Linked DNA regions of Mus musculus: region 2 is linked to region 1. Evidence: chromatin contacts called from public promoter capture Hi-C data. All regions are on one chromosome and are shown on one strand. The core of a region is the stretch at or near the end of the contact, and the rest is flanking DNA. Distances in the headings are between cores, read along the strand shown. Region 1 holds the start of Gucy1b2 (guanylate cyclase 1, soluble, beta 2). Region 2 holds the start of 2700070H01Rik (RIKEN cDNA 2700070H01 gene).

Region 1 (5,437 bases), core at 837-3,336:
TCTGTTCTGTAATGATGCTGGAACGTCAGTGCACCTCACATGCACAGCTGTAACGTTCTAACTTAGAGTGCTGAGGTGATAATTAGATGATCACTGCCTGTCAGAGTGCAGGGCCCATAGTCATCATTAGCTGGTTATAATGAAGGCATATTAATTATCACCTAGGCTATTCATTTTGTCACACACTTAAAACAGTAGTGGAAGAAACTTTCTAAGAATGCTTTTCTAAGCGCTGCTGGAAGAAGAATGATTTAAGAAAATCACTTTCAGGAAGACACTGTGATGAAAATACCCCACCCCACCCCCAAAGTCACAGGCCTGTCCCCTCCCGGACCGCCACCTCCCTGTCTGTAGATGATGCTCCTGGATCTAGCTCCCGATGTAGAATCAGGTCTGAGCAGAAGCAGGAGTCCTCACAGCAGCAGCTGAGGCACAGTGGGCGTGGTCACTATTGCAGCTAACATTTTTCAGGTTTTCAAAGCATCTGCATTCAAGTGCCAACCAGTTGTTTGCAAAGTACAGTGTGACCTGTTTGCAATCAGGTCACCTGATTTCTTCTTTATCAAGTAAATCAGATTCAATTAAACTCGAAAGAGACTGAATTTGGTCTCAAATGAGCCCCTGCACATCACAATGCTTTTAGATTTATGAACATCAATCGCCCTTACCTTACTAGGATCTGTAGGTATACATAACTTTGGCCACACGATGGCGCTTCGCGTCCAACAATTCCTGGTCGGCCACCGACTGAAATTTTAAAAAGCAAGTTGAAGAGAGGATGAGGTAGAGCAGGTTCACGCCGCCTGGAGGCGAGCTGGGCTCGTGGGTGAACGTCCTCACTGTGGAAAAAGCCTATGTTTTTTCTGGCTTTCTGGATCCCAAGCGAAGGCGCTGATGCGAAATGAAAGGAGTAAGTGCCCAAGTCCCGGTCCACATGCAAATCAAAACTCCATCTTCCAGTGTACCTGATTGAGAGAGCTTTTATCTATCTATCTATCTATCTATCTATCTATCTATCTATCTACCATCTATCCATCCATCCATCCATCTCATTTATTTTTGAAAGAGTCAAGTATTATTGACTTTCCTAGAAAAGGGATATCACTTGATTCACTAAGCTGCTGCAGTGTGGCAGCTACAAGAAAACCTCTGGTTTCTCTGCACCACTGTTTTGTCTTTCGAGGGAGTTAATGGTAAGAGGACCAACTTTACAGGGTCACAGTAAGGAGGAAAGGAAATTACGTAGAATCTAATGACATTGCTCACACCCACTGGTGAAAACCCAGCAGTTTTGTGTGATTTATCCTAAACCAGGAGGAATGTGCGGGACCCAGTACTGCGCAGCGTGTGGTTAAAAGCAAATGATTTCCGTAGCTGTTGTGATGGGTCTAAAGCACGGCTGTCCGCTGTGGCTGTTTAGGGGGATGGACTGTCTTCTGGGATTGGCTCCTCTGACTTTTGCATGCTGAATTAATAACTATTGAGATAGGTCTGGAAGAAATGTGGAGCCTTTGTTTCAGACTGTATTTATCATTATCATCATTATTAATAATTATTGTTTGTTTCTGAGAACGGGTCTTACTGCCTTGAGCTCCCCATTCCCCTGCCTCAGCTGTCCTAGAGATTACAAGCACCAATCACAACGCTGCTCTCCCGACACTCTTGTTTCATTTTGTTTTGTTTTTAAAGACAGGGTCTTGCCCTGTTGCTCAGTCTACTATGGAGAACAGTTTCCCTCCCCAGTGTTCCAAATGGCAAGGCCAATAGCCAGTCCCATGGTGACTGGCTGGAAAGCCTGGCTTTTACCCCAGCCTTACCTTTAGCCCACTTATCCCCACTTAGCCACCTGTCAGTGAGATGTTAGCCACGCCAGGGGAGTCAATCAGATAGCGTACAATGCTACACAGATGCAAAGGGAAAACAGTCAGTCAAACCAGAGAAGGGTGGGACTTCTCCGCCCGCGCAGATCCTTGCCCCTGCGAGATGCCTTGTCCAGCATTGCTTCCTTAACCAATAGCTAAAGCTTATTTAAGCATGTGGTATCCTCTAAACAATGAAAGCTTGTTTCTCATCGCACAGGATGCTAAGTCTGTCTTGCTGGGTCAGCTTACATGTAATCAGAAGTGTGTGTGTGTGTGATGAGGTTGTATTTACAAACACCTGTCTAATTGAAAGGATGGTGATGTCTGAAGTGTTGTGTGCTGAGTATACGCTAAAAGTTAAAATGTCAGACACAGCAGACGGTGTGCTGTATGAGCCTCTGCGAGCGGAGTTTAGGAGCAAGCGAACCCATCTACAGGTACAGTGAGGAGCGCAGTGGGAGAGGTTGGGGGTGGCTGAATAGGGGCACCAAGGGAACTTGCTGGACAATGCAGACACTCCATTTATATCTGGGTATGAGTTATGCTAGCATATATGTTTGCCGTAATTTGTGAGACTATTCACTTCAGAGCAACAAAGGAAGTCACAAACAAACAAAACAACAAAACAAAATAATAAAACCCTCTCAACCCCCCAAAAAGCCAAAAAACTGGTCTCTCAAAACAATGATCCCAGAATATACAGGGAAGCCCGTGATGTCATGGGAACGGAGGGGTGTCTTCCCATACAGTAACAAGTCCTCCCCAGCTGCTAATGCATCTGAAAAACCTACGAGATGCCAGCTAATCTTGCAGACAGCTTCGAAAGCCAGGGACAGCCTTCCTCATGCACACGCTGTCTGTGTCTTTTCAAATGTTTACAGAGTATTTACAAAGAGTAGTCCTTTGGGTGGCAGTTGTAATTAGGGAAACTGGCAGAGAAAATTAACACATACCATAAAAGAGGGATAATTAGTCCTCTGCCATATACAATATTATTATCAAAAGGCATTCACCCTGGAATCCGATTGGTTTATACACACTGGCCTCATAGGGACGCTCCTCCCTTCCACATCACTCTGGGTATGAAGCTGCCACGTTCCTTGGATGATGGGCCATATGGTACTTAACATCAGAATGAAAATGAGCTCGTGCTTCTTATGTGAGATGCTAAAATTTATTAGAAAATCAGAAAGCCTAATTTCCACCAAGTTCCTGAGACCTACCATCTGCTTCATGAAAAAGAAAGAGGGAGTTGGTTTTTTTTTTAACCATTTGCTTATTGTGAAGTGTGAGCATGAGTGTTTGTGTGTGTTTGTAAAAGCGGGGAGGGGGCTGAGGGCTGTAAGAGGGGGGGATCAGAGCAAGTACACTTGGCAGGGCCGAAAGAGCTGTCAGCTGAATGTGGTGGGAAGGTTTGGGAAGCATAATTATGGAAATCATCTATCTTGGAGACATTTTCTCAGGACCACACGTCCTCTCCACAGAGAATCAGCACAGAGTCTTCTAGCTTTTGCAAGTACACAAAATCACTCTTCTGGAGTGAAGAGGCAGCTTCCCTCAGTCCTGGTGTCTCTGAGGGTCTGGCCTCTCCAGAGCATAGCTGGAGCCAGCCAGTGAAGACAGGAACAAACACACTGGAAAAAGTCAAGGACAGAGATGCCAGGAAAGCTTTTCTCAGGCGAGCTGCAGCTGGGTGGGAGAGGGCTGAGAGGAGGCTGGAGCTCCTGAGACACGTGGCCAGGTACCTTCAGAGGTATGTCTGGGCACTGATTTCAGTGAACCATCTCAGCCTCCTGCGTAGTCAAGTTTGGGAGATGCTGTCTTAACTGTGAGTCAGATTTTAGGGTGCTGTGGCCCTCGTGTGGTCTGGGAACCCTCTTCCTTTGGTTTGTGACATTTATTTATTGGTCATCTTGCCTTCGCACCACAGATGCCAGGTCACTGGAACAGCCTCGGAGGGATACTCAGGGGATCTGGTTAGTGGCTGGGTTTCTCATCTGTGACTCCAAGTAATACTCAGGAAGTAGACTTCAGGCAACAGTTTACCTGGGCCTTCAACATAGCAGTGACTCAGTGGAAGAATAAAGTTTTCAGGCCCCAGTGGACTCCACATGATAGCATGACAGTGCCAAGTGCTGGTTGAGGCAGGCATTCCTTGGATGACATCCAAAGTGGTTTAATTAGAAGCCTCCCAGTAGACAGCACCCTGTAAGAGACAGCCTTCCTGAGGGGTATACTTGAAGCCAAGTTCAGGCTTCTGGGAACGTGCTCATGACTTTCAGAAACAGCCCTGCTGGACTCAGTCCCTCGTGTGCTCAGGCCTCGTAGTTCCTGAGAAATGGCTTTGTCAAACAGCAGGCAGGAATTTCTGCATCTCAGAAAGAACCAAGCATGCCTTTGATCCCAGCATCCTGGAGGCAGAGACAGGTGGATCTCTGTGAGATTAAGAACAGCCTGGTCTACAGAGTGAGCTCCAGGATAGCCACAGCTATTTAAAGACTCTGTCTCAAAGGAAAGGAAAGGAAAGGAAAGGAAAGGAAAGGAAAGGAAAGGAAAGGAAAGGAAAGGAAAGGAAAGGAAAGGAAAGGAAAAGAGAGGGAGAGGGAGAGGGAGAGGGAGAGGGAGAGGGAGAGGGAGAGGGAGAGGGAGAGGGAGAGGGAGAGGGAGAGGGAGAGGGAAAGAGAGAGTTGAGACCAGAGACCCTCTGCAGATGAAAGGGCATGCACAACAGAATCAGTAGAAAGAGTCACCATTGTCTTGAGGGTCTGGCAGGACTGGGACACTCATCCTACAAGACTCCCAACTTCACACCTTCACACACACACAGATGACAAAGTATGGCCAGCCCCCTCGAGCTCTGCTGGTCTCTGCTCCCTGGAGTACAGCTTCCGCAGAAACAGCATGGCACAGTTATTATGTTGACACCTCAAGGGCATAGTTTGGGCTTCACACTCAACTCCTGAGAGAGCTTAGCGGTGGTGATATGCGCCCCTGGGGTGCTGTGTGGCAATCCTGCTTGTTCCCAACAGTGACAGCCCAGATTTTATCTCCCTGGGCAGGGCTCAGCAGAAGGCCGAGGTCAGTTCCTAGCTTCACTGCAGAGCACCTCAACTGCCTTCCAGAGATTCGGTAAGACGCCGGGTGTGCAGCTCCGGCCTGGAGACACGACGCTGGACACCATGGTAAGCAGCTGCCAGTGGCTTTTGTTCTGCTGAGACAGAGTTCCCCTGACCCCAGGTCTAGGTAACATTATTCAAGATCTTGACAAAAATGACCCAAACGTAGGACAACTCTAGACAGTTTGTAAAGGTCTAGATGTGGCATTTCAAAAGAAAAGTGATCTCAGCTTCAAGTTAAAAGTCGAGTAAGTTTTATGAACCATAAACACTATCTACTTTCCTAAGTCCATTGTCTTTCGAGGTCAGCCTGCCAACTTGGCTCTTCTCTTTGCTCACTGGATTGCCTCACTTTCTGACTTCTTCATGTCCACCTATCCTGGATATCTTGTTATAACTAGAAATGTCAATTTGAGGTGCAATTCTTTTTTCTAGAAGAATCCTAAAGAAATAGGAAAT
Region 2 (5,437 bases), core at 951-3,450, 600 kb before region 1:
TAGAGCCCTGGCTGTTCTGGAGCTCACTTTGTAGACCAGGCTGGCCTCGAACTCAGAAATCCACCTGCCTCTGCCTCTGCCTCCTGAGTGCTGGGATTAAAGGCATGCGCCACCACGCCCAGCAAATGCTTCTTTTTATAAGAGTTGTTGTAGTCATGGGTCTCTCTCTACAGCAATAGGATGATGACTAAAACACCCACTTTTTTTCTTTTTTCTTTCTTTCTTTTTTTTTAGCGTAACCCAAGTCAGCAATTCAAAAAGCAGTTGTGAAAATCTAACATTCTAACACAGTACAACCCCAAGACACATACGGATAGTGGAGGGGAAACATTAAGAGGGTTTCTTTTCCTTGTATTTCTATAAGGGCAGAACACTTAGCATGTACAGTAGTTGTGTGTCCTTGGGCGATTGCTGTTCTCAGCAATCCCTTCCCCAGCAGAGTATGATGGTGGGGGAGGGTAGTACCTGCTGAAGGCAGGATACAGAAGCGAAGCATGGCAAAAATCACAGGAAGCCCCTGTGGGCATTCAGGAGCTGGTAAGAGTGCAGGCTCTGGGGAGTGACAGAGATCCTCCAGGGCCCTTCCTTCTGCCTCAGGTTAGTGTCCGATCATCTATCCCATGGTGCAGAGGCCAACCAATGGTGATCCCTGTGGAGAAGAGACGTCACTGTGCTGGGGTCTCTGCAGACACTGGGGCTGAATGGCTGGGGACTCTGTTTACTTAGGGGAACATCCAAGGTAGCACTTCTTCATCTGCTGCCCTCCAGGGGAGAGAGACCTGATACAGGTCTTCCCTGATGCTGAACAAAATCCACCTCTTGTCTAACGATTACTTTCTCTAGTCCTTTCTCTCCTCCTTCTCTCTTCTTTTTCCACTTTCTCCTCCACCCCGCCCCCCCTCTTTTTAGTCTCAGCTATCCCAGGCTAGCCTGAACTTACTTGATTCCCCTGCCTCCATCTCCTGAGTGCTGGGATTACAGCACTGAGCAGCACCGTTTATGCAGTGCTGAGAATGGAACCCAGGGTTTCCTGTGTGCTAGGCAAGCACTCTACCGATTTAGCCACACCCCTGCTCTCTTCTAATAATAAGGTGCTTGCAATGCATACATAATCACTGTGTATACTAGCCTGGGCAAGGACAGAAAGACCAAAATGGGTCCTGCGATCCAGCATACAGGGATGCCAGCCACCTTTGGGAAGGTCACTGGGCCCCTATTCACACACTCAACAGGAGGTGCAGTCAGACTGACTGGGATAGAGAAGTCAGATGGAGCCGCACACTTTCCGAGGCCACCACCCTGTGGATCTTGATAACTGACCAGGATGACTGATGGCTTCCTCCATGCTGGGCATGATGCACTGATTCAGTTGCCACTTGACTCTTGCAGCCTAGCTTGAAGACAGGACCAGTCATAACCGCCTCTCGTAGGTTACTTGCTGAGGTCTAGAAGTGTTCTAAGACTTTGCTGAAGGTCACATGTTGTGGAAGTCTCGAGAGTCTGCCCCTGGGTAGACAACATCATGAGCACCATCATTAAATGCTGAACCAGATTGGAAAAAGATACTGATATCAAAGCCACCATGTCAGTCACATCATCTGGTGGGACATGGCTGCCACCCCATCACCTATAGGAGGCCTCTACCACACCACTGCAGTGCCAGGGCAGAACAGGGGGTGATGGGGCCCTGGCACAGTTAGAATCCTAGACTTCCATTTCTGGACTGGGTGAAATGACTCTCTTGCACAGAGTAAAGGCACTGTGGACTCTCCAGAATCATCCGTGCAATCAACCAACCAATCAATCAATCAATACAAACCAAAACCATGATAACCACAAAAAGTCAGGTGGTGTATATGTGTGCAACCCTAGCCCCTGGAAGGCAGAGGCAGTGGATCCCTGGGCTTGGTGGCCAGCCAGTGTAGCCTTCTTGCTGAGTTCCAGGCCACTGAGTAGTGTCTAAAACCAAGAATGAATACCTGAGGCTGTTCACAAGCACACACGCATGCAAGCATGCATGCATGCACACATGCATACACAGAGCCTCCTCAGTCCTTCGTTGGCTATTTGTGTGGTGGCTGTCCTTTGTAGTTATGTGTACCCAAGGATAGCACAGAGGGAGACGTCGGGGGGGGGGGGGGGGCTACATGCAGGAGTAGGGCTCACCCAGTATCCAGGACCCAAGAACAAAGCCGAAGCCTCCCTGATTTAAAGGCGGCAGCTGATGCTCCGCAGAACCAGGTCTGTGCCAAAGTAGGCAGAGCCCAGGGCCAGCCTCCTCCCCTCCCGTTGATCCCTCTGCTGGCCTGGAGGGAGGCTGGTGGCTGATAGGAGCTGGTTCCTCAGATGAGGTCATTTGTTTTGGTGCCAGGGGAAGGGAGGTGGTGGAGGCAGGGGCCCTGCTGTCTGCTCTCCGCTTGCTGGCGCCACAGGGTGGACAGCCTGGGTCTTGTCTGGACAGTGCCTCATTCTGAGAATGATGAGAAGAGACTCAGAGGGCAGGGAGTGGCCAGGCAGCCCATGCTTGAGGTCTGGAAGAGAAAATGGGAGCTCAACTGAAAGGCTGGGCTAGCCTCTTTCCTGGTTCTCTCAGGGGTCTGGTGAGCTCTGACTGGACCCTGAACTAGCCTACCACACGCAGAAGGAACAATTATGCTCCCCCGGACATCTGTGCTGCTATTCTGAAACACTTCCAGCATTTGTTGTTATCCTAGGAGGCCTTTCCAGCTCTTTGGGGTTTTCAGAGGCTACCCAGGAAAGCTTGTTAGTTACTTTTTTTTTTTTTTTTTCTGGGATGATGTGACCCACTTCCTAGCTCCACTCACTGATTAAAAGCTCCCAATGTGTCTATGAGGCCCAAGAACTCATTAAGAAATATTGTGGATGACAGGTCTTCTGTGTGCAAGTGGATTGAGGGGCTCTTAAAATGTTTGGGTTCATATACAGGTTCCCAGAGTGTTCTCAACACTTTCTTCATCCTCTTCCTCCTCACTCACCCACCAGAAACAGCCCCTTCCCTGCTTTGGACACAGTGCCATGTTCTTAAAATTCAAGTGAGTGGCAGTCCGTGGGGTTACTGTTGCGCCCAGCTTCTCTTCCCCATTGTTTTGTCTGGGAGGTTGCCTACAATGCTGCGTTGTGAGTAGCAGAAGGTTTTTTTTTAGCTTGGGTGTGTTCCATTTAAAAGCACTCCAATATTGGGCTAGTGAGACAGCTCAGGGTCATCTCTGCGCCACTCCTAGAACCTATGTACAAAGAGAGAAGGGAAGGGAAAAAAAGAAACCAACTCGACAAAGCTGTCTCCTGACCTCCACACATGGGTTGTAGCATGCACATGCACAACACACACACAGACACACGCACATGCATGCACACACCACCCACATTTCACTCGAACATACACACATGCAAATGCACACACACACACACATCATATCTTCATAGAAGTAATCTCAAGGACTTTCTAAAATTAACATTTGAAAGATTTTACTTGAAACTTTTAACCAGCTTCTAAGAATTTATTATTTGTTGTGTTTCTGGTTATTTTCCCTCTTGCCTTTTCCATGGGAAGAACGATTCACTTGATGTAGCCTACTAGTTCCTAAAATGCCATTTGTGCTCTATTTCAGGTAAAATGATGATAAAGCAATCCTATGGCTCCCTCTTTATAATTTCCTATCTCTGATTCATTTTGAGTTTATTCTGGGATAAGGTCTGCATGAGCCACCAGCCTTATTATTTCAGAGCGGCATCCCTAATTAATGAACAATGTATTGTTGTCCCTACTGACCGAATGACTTGTTGTTGGTCCTATTAATTGAAAGGTCCTTGTCTTTCCTCTGCTGCTTGTCAATGCAGCTGGTCACGTCCTGTTATCGGCTTCCTTGGTTAAGGCTTGGATATCTAGGAGGAGACTTAGGCGGACTCCTCATCTTCTGAATTTCTGATGACAATCTTATTTAAAAACTTTATTAAGGAGCTTGAGGTTCAGTCTGCGTGATTCAAAGATTTTGTGGGATTACACTCATATTTAAAGTTGACAGGAAGGAGGTGACCAGGATGCTGTATTAGATGTCTTTATCTTTGCATCCTTGAACATCTTTTATTGATTCCTTCTTCAAAGTTTAAAGCCATCTTCACAGGTGTTGGCCTGTTCCTTGTTACCCTTGTTCTATGTGTTGTCTTTTGTTGTTTACTGTTGAGAAGAGGTTTGTTTGTTTGTTTGTTTGTTTATCTGTGCAGGTGAGTCGAACATGGGGACATTTTGATTCGCCTCACTGTCTTTTGGATGGTGGTTATGTGACCCAACTCTGAATGAGGAATATCTGATGATCTAGCTGGGTGTTTCGAAGATTAGAAATATTGTGTGAGTCATTAAGAAATGAATTTGGGGGACTGAAGAGATGGCTCAGTGGTTAAGAACACTGACTGTTCTTTCAGAGGTCCTGAGTTCAATTCCCAGCAACCACATGGTGGCTCACAACCATCTGTAATGGGTCTGACACCCTCTTCTGGTGTGTCTGAAGACAGCATCAGGGTACTCATATAAATAAATAATTCCAAAAACATTAACAAAGAAATGGATTCGACTTATATGTCCATTGAATGAATGAATAACGAAAATGTGATTCACACACAAAGGAAAATGAAATTAGCAGGAAAAAAAAAAAAACGATGAAACTGGAATGCATTACTCTGAGTAAGGTAACCGAGAAGACAAATGTTATCCAGGCAGTGGTGGCGCACACCTTTAATGCTAGCACTTAGGAGGCAGAGGCAGGCAGATTACTGAGTTCGAAACCAGCCTGGTCTACAGAGTGAGTTCCAGGACAACCAGGACTACACAGAGAAACCCTGTCTGGAAAAAGCAAAAAACAAAAAAACAAAAAAACAAAGGAGGAGGAGGAGGAGGAGGAGGAGGAGGAGGGAGAGGAGGAGAAGGAGAAGGAGAAGACAAATGCTACATATTCTCCCTCATATGTGGGTGTGGGTCCTGGCTTTGAAGGATTTATGTATTTAATTTGGAAGTATCTGTAGAGCCCAGGAGGCTAGAAAGGGCCATAAGAGGGAGAAGGAAGGAGGCTTTAAAGGGAGATGGGGGTGTGGGGCTCTGGAATTGTGGTGGTGGTGGTGGGCAGGAATACTGGGAATTAAAGACTTAAGCAGGAACTGTGGCAAGGGAAAGAGGAGAGGAGAAGATGGGGTGGAATCAGAAGAAGGATTGAAGAAGCTGAAGAGGAGGGCGACCCCATGGGAAGACCAGCGTCTCAACTAACCCAGATCCCAGGGAGCTCCCAGAGACTGAGCCACCAGCCAGGCAGCATTCACGGCTTGGTCTGAGGCCCCCTGCACATATATAGCAGAGGACTGCCTGGTCTGGCCTCAGTAAGAGAAGATGTGTCTAATCCTCAAGAGACTTGAGGCCCCAGGAAAGGAG

What was found. Promoter capture Hi-C pulls out the DNA fragments that hold promoters and counts their contacts.
Region 2: a promoter capture Hi-C map of the C10 cell line shows a contact between it and region 1, with 2.3 times the contacts expected there. The contact joins the promoter of 2700070H01Rik here to the promoter of Gucy1b2 in region 1. A contact is called at or near these places in 3 of 39 promoter capture datasets (the C10 cell line, embryonic stem cells and liver) and 1 of 9 other capture datasets (adipose tissue).

The regions. Positions count from the first base shown.
Region 1 is chr14:62,452,938-62,458,374 of GRCm38.p6, reverse strand. Gucy1b2 (guanylate cyclase 1, soluble, beta 2) reads left to right here and starts at 2,086. Exons shown (of 17, transcript NM_172810.3): 1 at 2,086-2,299; 2 at 4,922-5,044. The coding sequence starts at 2,177. It overlaps Gm41172 (a long non-coding RNA gene), which reads right to left and starts at 1,908. Exons shown (of 3, transcript XR_874685.1): 1 at 1,818-1,908; 2 at 669-747.
Region 2 is chr14:63,051,836-63,057,272 of GRCm38.p6, reverse strand. 2700070H01Rik (RIKEN cDNA 2700070H01 gene) reads right to left here and starts at 2,200. Exons shown (of 3, transcript NR_046019.1): 1 at 2,167-2,200; 2 at 1,321-1,506; 3 at 1-649.